Linked DNA regions of Mus musculus: region 1 is linked to region 2. The links are chromatin contacts, called in public HiChIP or PLAC-seq maps. All regions are on one chromosome and are shown on one strand. The core of a region is the stretch at or near the end of the contact, and the rest is flanking DNA. Distances in the headings are between cores, read along the strand shown. Region 1 has its middle 5.6 kb from the start of Gm34281. Region 2 overlaps Gm33963 (a long non-coding RNA gene).

Region 1 (3,829 bases), core at 1,136-3,635, 980 kb after region 2:
TTTCATTCCATCAGATATATCCTGGCTCTAACTTAATACTTGCATTGCTTTTTTTATTAGATTTTTTTTCGTTTACATTTCAAATGCCATCCTCCAAAGCCCCCTATATCCTCCCCCGGCCCTGCTCCCCAACCTACCCACTCCCACTTCCTGGCTCTGGAATTCCCCTGTGCTGGGGCATATGATCTTTGCAATACCAAGGGCCTCTCCTCCCATTGATGGCCTACTACATATGCAACTAGAGACACAGCTCTGGGGGGGGGGGGGGGAGGTACTGGTTAGTTCATATCCTTGTTCCTCCTATAGGGTTGCAGACCCCTTTAGCTCCTTGGGTACTTTCTCTAGCTCCAGGACCCTAACATGGCTCTTTCGTGTGAATCTATGCCAATGCCTGGCAAATACAGAGGTGTATGCTCGCAGTCATCTATTGGATAGAACACTTGCATTGCTTTTAAATAATATAAATATAAATCCTTCACCATTCAAGTTGGCAAACTAAAACTTTAACTTTTTTTATATAATATTCACCAAATGGAAAAGCTAAGAATCTAAAGAAGGTTCTTTTAGGTGAGGAAATATAATAACACTCCCAGAAATTTGGAATTAGATAAATATCTAGTTTCTCATATAACTGAGTTTTATGCCATTATACCTCTACTAACTAGTAATATGTAAGAAGACAGATAAAACTTAAGTCAGCATTTATTAATTTATTAAAGCTAGATTGTGTCTTTTAAAAAGAAATTTTTCTGGGAAAAAGATGTAAAATTGTGTGTTTTGCTTGATATTTTATAAAGCCTACTTAGGGAGATGGAGAGATGGTTCAGTAGTTAGGAGCACTGACTGCTCTTCCAGAGGTCCTGAGTTCAATTTGGTGTCACACGGATCTGTAATGGAACCTAATACTCTCTTCTGGAGTGCATAAAGCCCACTTCATGTTCCTGAAGTCGCATGGTAAATAAAAAGAAAAGGAGAGAAAAATTAAGGTAAGACAAAAGAGGCATTTTAAAAAGCACATGATGTTGAAAAGGTCACCTTCAGACAAGGTGGGCAACAGTCACCTCATTCCCTAAAGGCCAATCAGTTTACAGGGTGCATTGTTCCACAAATCATTATGCCTAGTTGCTGATGCTCTATTCTGCCCCTGGAAACCATATAAAAACTTGCCGAATGGGCGCTGGGGGTCTCCACCTCTTCTTTCTGTCTGGAATGACCCCAGTGCACTGGAACAATAAATTCTTCTTGCTTTTTGCATTGATCCAGGCTCCAAGTGGTTCACCCAGTAAGCTAAGGCTCTCCGGAGTCTTACAATGTATCATACCCTCATCTAGACTTCCCCTATAAATCGTCTTATCCAATCTTCATAATCATATCCAAACTCAGGTCTTATTTGTTGAAGTACTAAAAAAGAGTTAAGGGAACTCGGTGTTCTGAAATGAATGTTTGGGGTTCCAACCCTTAGATTCACATATAGAAGCCACAACACCAATATAACATATTAAGGGAAAGAACCTTTGGAACTCGATCAGACCATGACTGACCATGACTGCAGTCCCTTCTTAAATGGGGCTCCTATCCTTCCTTGGAGAGATCTGAGGGCTAGAGGCATGACTCAGTGACACATGCTTAGTACTTATGAACCCTGAGTTCAGTCCCTAGAACTCAAGTCTAGTAGAGACAGAGATAGCGAGACAGGCAGAGACACGGAGACAAAGCACTTCCTTCCCATCTCTCTTCTCCATCACTCGAGGATACAATGGGAAGGTGTCATGTACAGATGAGGAAGCACACCCTCTGGGGAAAGCAGATCTGCCAATCCCTATGGACTTCGAAGCCTCCAGAACTTTGGAAATACATTTCTGTCCTTGAAGCTACCCAATCCACAGTAGTTTGCTATAGCAACTCAAACTGGCTAATAAGTTGAGAACTCCAAAACTCAGCTAACCGGATAATGCAACGAACACATAGGAAAGTGCTTGATTTTTACCCCCTCCCCTTTCATTACCGCTGAGGTCTTATTGCACATCCAGGGACAACAGCCGAATGGCCTACACCATCAAAGAGAGTGAAAGCCTAAGCCACCAGGGTAGACAGAGATCAGGAGGGAGAGCCTGGGATCATCAATCAATCTCCAGTTCAGCGTGAACCTCCTCACGACCCAGCAGCCATGTGGAAGATAGAATTCCCCACTGCAGCTCCCTGCCTTCAGAAGCCTGACCACAACAATCAAGCGATCATAATTCCCCAGGGCAAAACTACCTGCTCAGTGTATCTAATTGAGAGGAAGGGGTGACAAAGGTAACAAACAGAGGGGGAAAAATGTGCTCAGAGTATTTTGTATTTGTCAATGTGCAGGCGGCATGGGAGTGACCCATGGTATTGAAATGGGACAGGCTGTGGGAAGAGAGGGTTGCTGCTGCCGAGAAAGGAGAATGTGGGGGATGAAAGGGAGACAGACAACTCAGAATTTTCCCCTTTTGAATTTCAACCTGTTGGATAAAAACAATAGCAAATGAGGCACTGAATATGCATGAGGCAGGGAAGGTATTTTAAGTTTTTCAGGAGACAGCTCGCTGAACGGAATTGCTAATTATGTCTCACATTGCTCCGTCCAATTCAGTTAGCTTGATTATGGCTGAGTTGTCAACTCCCCTGCTCTTGAGGTTCCACGGTTTCGGCCTGTTCTGAGGCTTAATACTAAATTAGAATTACATTTTTCAGAAGAAAAAAAAAACTGTTTTCCCTTATTGAAGTGCTAGCTTTAACCATTGTGACAATATAACCTTTCTCAACAAAAATAAAATTAAAGCCGCCAAGGGTTCAGATTCAAGGGTTTTTTGGAGTCGGTGGAATGTGAGGAATGTAATCGCAGCTGTGACAATTGCAAATTAAGATTGAACAATGAGCCAAATTAAAAGGGTGAGAAAGAGCAGAACACCATATGGAGTTCCTTGCTGCTACCCCCACAGGATATCTTTGATTTCTTAGGATGAGCAGGATTAGTCAACAGAGGAATGGACTAAACAGAGCCTGGGCTCTCCCTAGCCCCAGCCACTGCCTTCATCAGGCCCAGCCTTAACTTAATCTCCTTGCTTTTAAAATGGAACTTCACTTCAGCCATGCTACTGGCTCAAGAGAGGATGGGGGATAAAGCAAGGCCCTCAGTGGACAGGTAAACAAGGTCCAAGCCCACCTGTGATAGACTCTTCATCACTGTGACGGAATAGCTGAGAAAACAACTCAAGGGGAGAAGGATCTATTTTGCTACCAGGCCAGATGTTTCGGACACCATCGCAGAGAAGTTGTGAAAGAACAAGGCAGCTTGCCTTATAGTGAACAGGAGGCAGAGGAAGAAGAAAAGTCAAGCCACCTACTTCTTCCACAGAGCTCCTTGCCATCATACCTTTTATCACTTTCTAAGAGCACCATCATATTAATTCATTGAAGAATTAATCCAATAATTGGATCAGAGCCCTTAAAATACAATCATTATCCCCGAACCCATCAACTGGCAGTAAGCTCTCCATGCATGGGCCTATGAAAGACATTTTAGGAGTTAGGGGAGAATTCACAATAAATTGTAGAGAAAAGAGAGCAAGAGAGACTCTATTAAATGAATATTATTAGGGTACGTTCATCCATTCCTTTCTGTCAAATCCACTCTATTTTTGTCAAACCTCTTGCGAACATACAAAGAACAATAAAAGATATTGTTCACCGATGAGGGTACAAGCAATTCTGCCTGGGGCACACCTAATGTCTCACCCCAAAAGGAAAACAGCACTGTACTCAGCTCTCTGCAGAAAGAAACACTGCTTGAGAGACATGA
Region 2 (3,806 bases), core at 1-2,500:
GGGAATGGGGCAGCCATATACAGTGGGTAACATTGATTCCTAAAAGCCAAATGGTTGAGTCCATATGCATGGAGTCAGGGGGGACACTGAGAGCATCAAAGATGAGCCTCCTGGGCATGGTGCCCTGAGCAAATAAACAGACACGACCAGAGTATGAAGAAAACCCCACCTTTACAACTGTGCAGCTGCTAAATTCTATATGTCTAAAGGTAGTCTTGCTTCGAGGGAACAAGGGAATTTCTGGAAAATTTGTAACTGAGAGGCACACATAACATGAAAATGAAAAGGAAAACACCTTTAAGATGACTCAATATTCTTGGACGACTTATAGTTTGGCATACAGAAGGAAATGTATTCCTTCGAATGAAGAATTTGTTTTAAACATTGACATCCCACCTCAGTGGTGTCATATTCATATGTTGCTGAATGTTTCCACTAGGATGATTATTTCTTTCATTGTTTGAGGCAGCATCTCTGTGATTTTGTTGATTCGTCCTTTTCAATGGTGTGGTTTGTTCTCCGAGTGAGGTTTTGTCTCACTGTGAAGAGGACCAGCTTGAGGTGGGATATTTTAATCTGGTATGAGCCTGTACTTCCCTGGATATGAGCAACTAAGGATACCGATGATCCAAGTGATATGTTCCCATTCCTAAACGTTATCCATGCTCAACACCAGCCTGTTGGGCTGATGTGGACTGTAGTGGGAGCTAAGGGCTTAGCCTGCGAGATATCTAGTTATATCATTTGAAATCCACTATGTGGAAATTAGTTCTTTCTTGTCCTGATCAATATTGCTAAAACCAGATTTCCAAGCCTATTACATTCTTCTCCCAAGCAGAGAGAGATCAGCCATCTCTGCTTGTTAGGTGTACCTAAGGCCATTAGCATTGATAATTAAATAACCGTGATATTTGTGAGAAACGATAAGACAAACACACTTGAAGGAAATGAACAGTTGCAAGAAGAAAATATATGTATGTATAAACTAGCCGGGTTCCACGGCTGATTTTTCCCTTTCCTTAAAATTAAATGAATTCTTCATTCGCTATTATAAACTAAATATTTCCTTTGAGTCCAATTAGCATTGCTGAAAGAAGAAGCAAATCAAGCCGCTGTTCAGCATGCATCAATGTAATGGAAAATCAGGTCCTTTATTCCAGCTTTAATAACAGCAGCTTGATTAGAAGCGAAGAAAAGACTGTGGCTAGAGAAGGGGGAAAGGAGAAGGACTGCCAAATTAGTTCTAGGAGAATTCTCAACCTGTCTGCTCCCCGGCTCACTATTCAAATGCTAATTGAGCCTTTTGGTAAACAGAATGGGTAATCATGAAAGACAAAAACAGACACAGAAAACAAATGAAATATCACACCTTATCCAAAACAGCATGGCATTTTTCTGATAAGCTTCTGAAGCCTAAAAATTTTTAAGTCTTTGGCTCCTTTTTTTTTCCCCTCGACCAATTATAATTAATATAATAAAATAAATATTACATAATCAAATAAAAAATGACAAAGAACTGCTTTGTTTCAACAATGAAATCAGTCATGTTATAATTAGATAAGAGGATTTATATTCACAGCTATAAACATGAAAGTAGACCATGAGGCTGGATAAAGGCAAGTTTTTAATTCTTAAAAATTAATTACATGGCATTATTCTTATCAGTACACAGAATGCATTAATTATACAATTAATAAAATGATGAAAGGGATTTTTTTTTTTGGCAATTGTAATGCACATGGGGACATTTGGTTTTATACCCAGGATTGTCCTTCAGGCACTTCTATAATCTTCTTACTAGGCAATGTCAAGACCCTAAACCAGTTAGTAGGCATACTGCATGGAGTGGGTCTTTATGTCGGTGCTTAGACTCATTTCGGAAAGGTTGTGGATTTCCATGTAATTGGGATCTAAGGTGTAATAGGTTTAATTTAAGGTCCTCCTTGAAAGAACAGCAGGAAAAGGCATTGTCAGCAATGTGAACTAGATGGGAGAAGTGGGGACTCACTCCTTCGCAATGGGCTTCTCTAAAGATAAAAACCTCTTGATCACTAAAACAGCAGTTGCTCTGAGCATGCCCGTCACCAGTGTAGGATGGATGGAGTCTTGGGCATGCACCCACTTTATTCTTAACCACACTTTAAAGTTATAAACAATGTTCAAAAAGAGGAAAATGTGGGAGAAAAGGAAAGCTTGCTATCAGGAACAGAGCCACAGGCCATATCCATTTTTTTTTTTTTAAGCAACCACAAGGGACTGTCCTGATTCTCTTGCTGGCTTCCAGTTGTGTTTTATCGATGAGTACCAGGAGTAATGAGTTATTGGCAGAGGCAGAGACATCTGGCTTTGTTATATACAAATTGTTGGTGTTAGGTATGACAGGACAGGAGCCACAACGGTGTTGGCTCACTAGCTAAAAACAAACACTCCAACGGTTCACGTGGAAAGACACTGTAGTGAGCATGCTCATTATGAATGCAGGTATGGTCTCTGTGTGAATCAAACTCGGATGCTGACAACTGTACAACAAAGTAGCAGCCACATCTCAACTTAAGTGACAACGACAAGACAATTTGAATTGTTTTATGACAAAAAAGGGAAAGCTACTAAAATAGAAAGTGGGAGACCCTACCAGCAGGGGTGCCAAAACAGCACTATGTTGCTGGAGACCTTACCAGCAAGGGTACTGAAGCAGCTCTCTGTTGCTTTTGCTCATGCTTACCTGTCCAGTCTTCATGGTTCCTTTCAATAATTAGAATAGTGTGAGATGAAAATACCTATGGGCTCCTATAGCTTTAAACGCAATTGCATGTGCCAGGACTCTTACGTATACTGAAAATATGGAGTGCACCGTTTTCCTTCTCTTCCCTCTCAGCATCCCTGACATTGTGTGAACACACACACACACACACACACACACACACACACACACTCGTACCCCACCCCACTAGAATATTCTGTGCCTTTTTTCTCTAGCCTGTCATCTTCCTTTCTGTTTTTCTGTCCCTAGGCATATCAACATTTCAAGGTTAATGACAAAGCACCTTGGAAAGTGGTGTTTGTTTAGCTTAGGGTAATGTTTTAAATGCCTTTCTATGTGTGGCAATCTCATTGCTTCTAAAACAAAACCCATCTGCAATCTGAACCTGAATTCCATATTAACACCTAGCACACATTTCTTCAGGGTTTTTTTTTTTTTTTTTGTCATCCTGTCCTGGTTGAAAAATTATCTGTGAAACAGGAGCTGGCAAACACTAGAATCAGTCTGATAGGTTCAAGCTTTGAAAATCACATTTTGCCAGCCTTATTATCAAATTGATGTACTGTGGCACCCTGTCTTTTCTGAGTTCCCCGAATCCCTGGCAGACAGGCGAGAGGAACTGGCTGTTGAGCCACAGCTTGTTTATGATTCTTTTGGGATTTTAAGTTTGGATTTTCTACATATTTATTCATGATAGGATTTTCAATTCTCACCAGAGTAGTTTAACTTTTCCTAAATATTGACTCCCCTTGTTAGTAGGCTTTCATTTGTTATAAAATATCATTCATTTACCATTTATATGTCTTGTAATTAATTGAAAGGGAAAAGGTATTCAAGTTGACACTAGGGCACATAGTAGGTCTGCAATATCTCATTCCAAGGAGAGGTGAATGTGAATGACCTGTGATTGATTGTAGCTTCTGAGTTGGAGTAATATTTGTGTTGCTTTCCTGCTTGAACATGATAATCCAAGGATCAAACCACCACATACTTTTCTCTAACTGAAAGGATGAAAGGAGGAATGGCGAGAGGAAGCAAGGGACAG

The links. HiChIP or PLAC-seq counts read pairs in DNA pulled down with a chosen protein or histone mark.
Region 1: an H3K4me3 HiChIP or PLAC-seq map of embryonic basal ganglia shows a contact between it and region 2, with 7 times the contacts expected there. The contact joins two enhancer-like sites. A contact is called at or near these places in 1 of 15 datasets of contacts at CTCF or cohesin (the NIH/3T3 cell line), 1 of 484 Hi-C or Micro-C datasets (embryonic stem cells) and 4 of 115 datasets of contacts at active chromatin or transcription factors (embryonic basal ganglia, embryonic limb bud, embryonic stem cells and 1 more).

Annotation. Positions count from the first base shown.
Region 1 is chr11:40,570,991-40,574,819 of GRCm38.p6, forward strand. No RefSeq gene overlaps it. Among named protein-coding and RNA genes, the nearest start is that of Gm34281, 5.6 kb to the left of the region's middle. Within about 2 kb of position 2,386, at least 37 of the 459 cell types and tissues checked have an H3K27ac peak or open chromatin away from gene starts, as enhancers often do. A contact at or near this core is called in embryonic basal ganglia, where this site is marked.
Region 2 is chr11:39,595,436-39,599,241 of GRCm38.p6, forward strand. All of the region lies in intron 1 of Gm33963 (a long non-coding RNA gene), which reads left to right. Among named protein-coding and RNA genes, the nearest start is that of Gm33963, 8.6 kb to the left of the region's middle. Within about 2 kb of position 1,251, at least 9 of the 459 cell types and tissues checked have an H3K27ac peak or open chromatin away from gene starts, as enhancers often do. A contact at or near this core is called in embryonic basal ganglia, where this site is marked.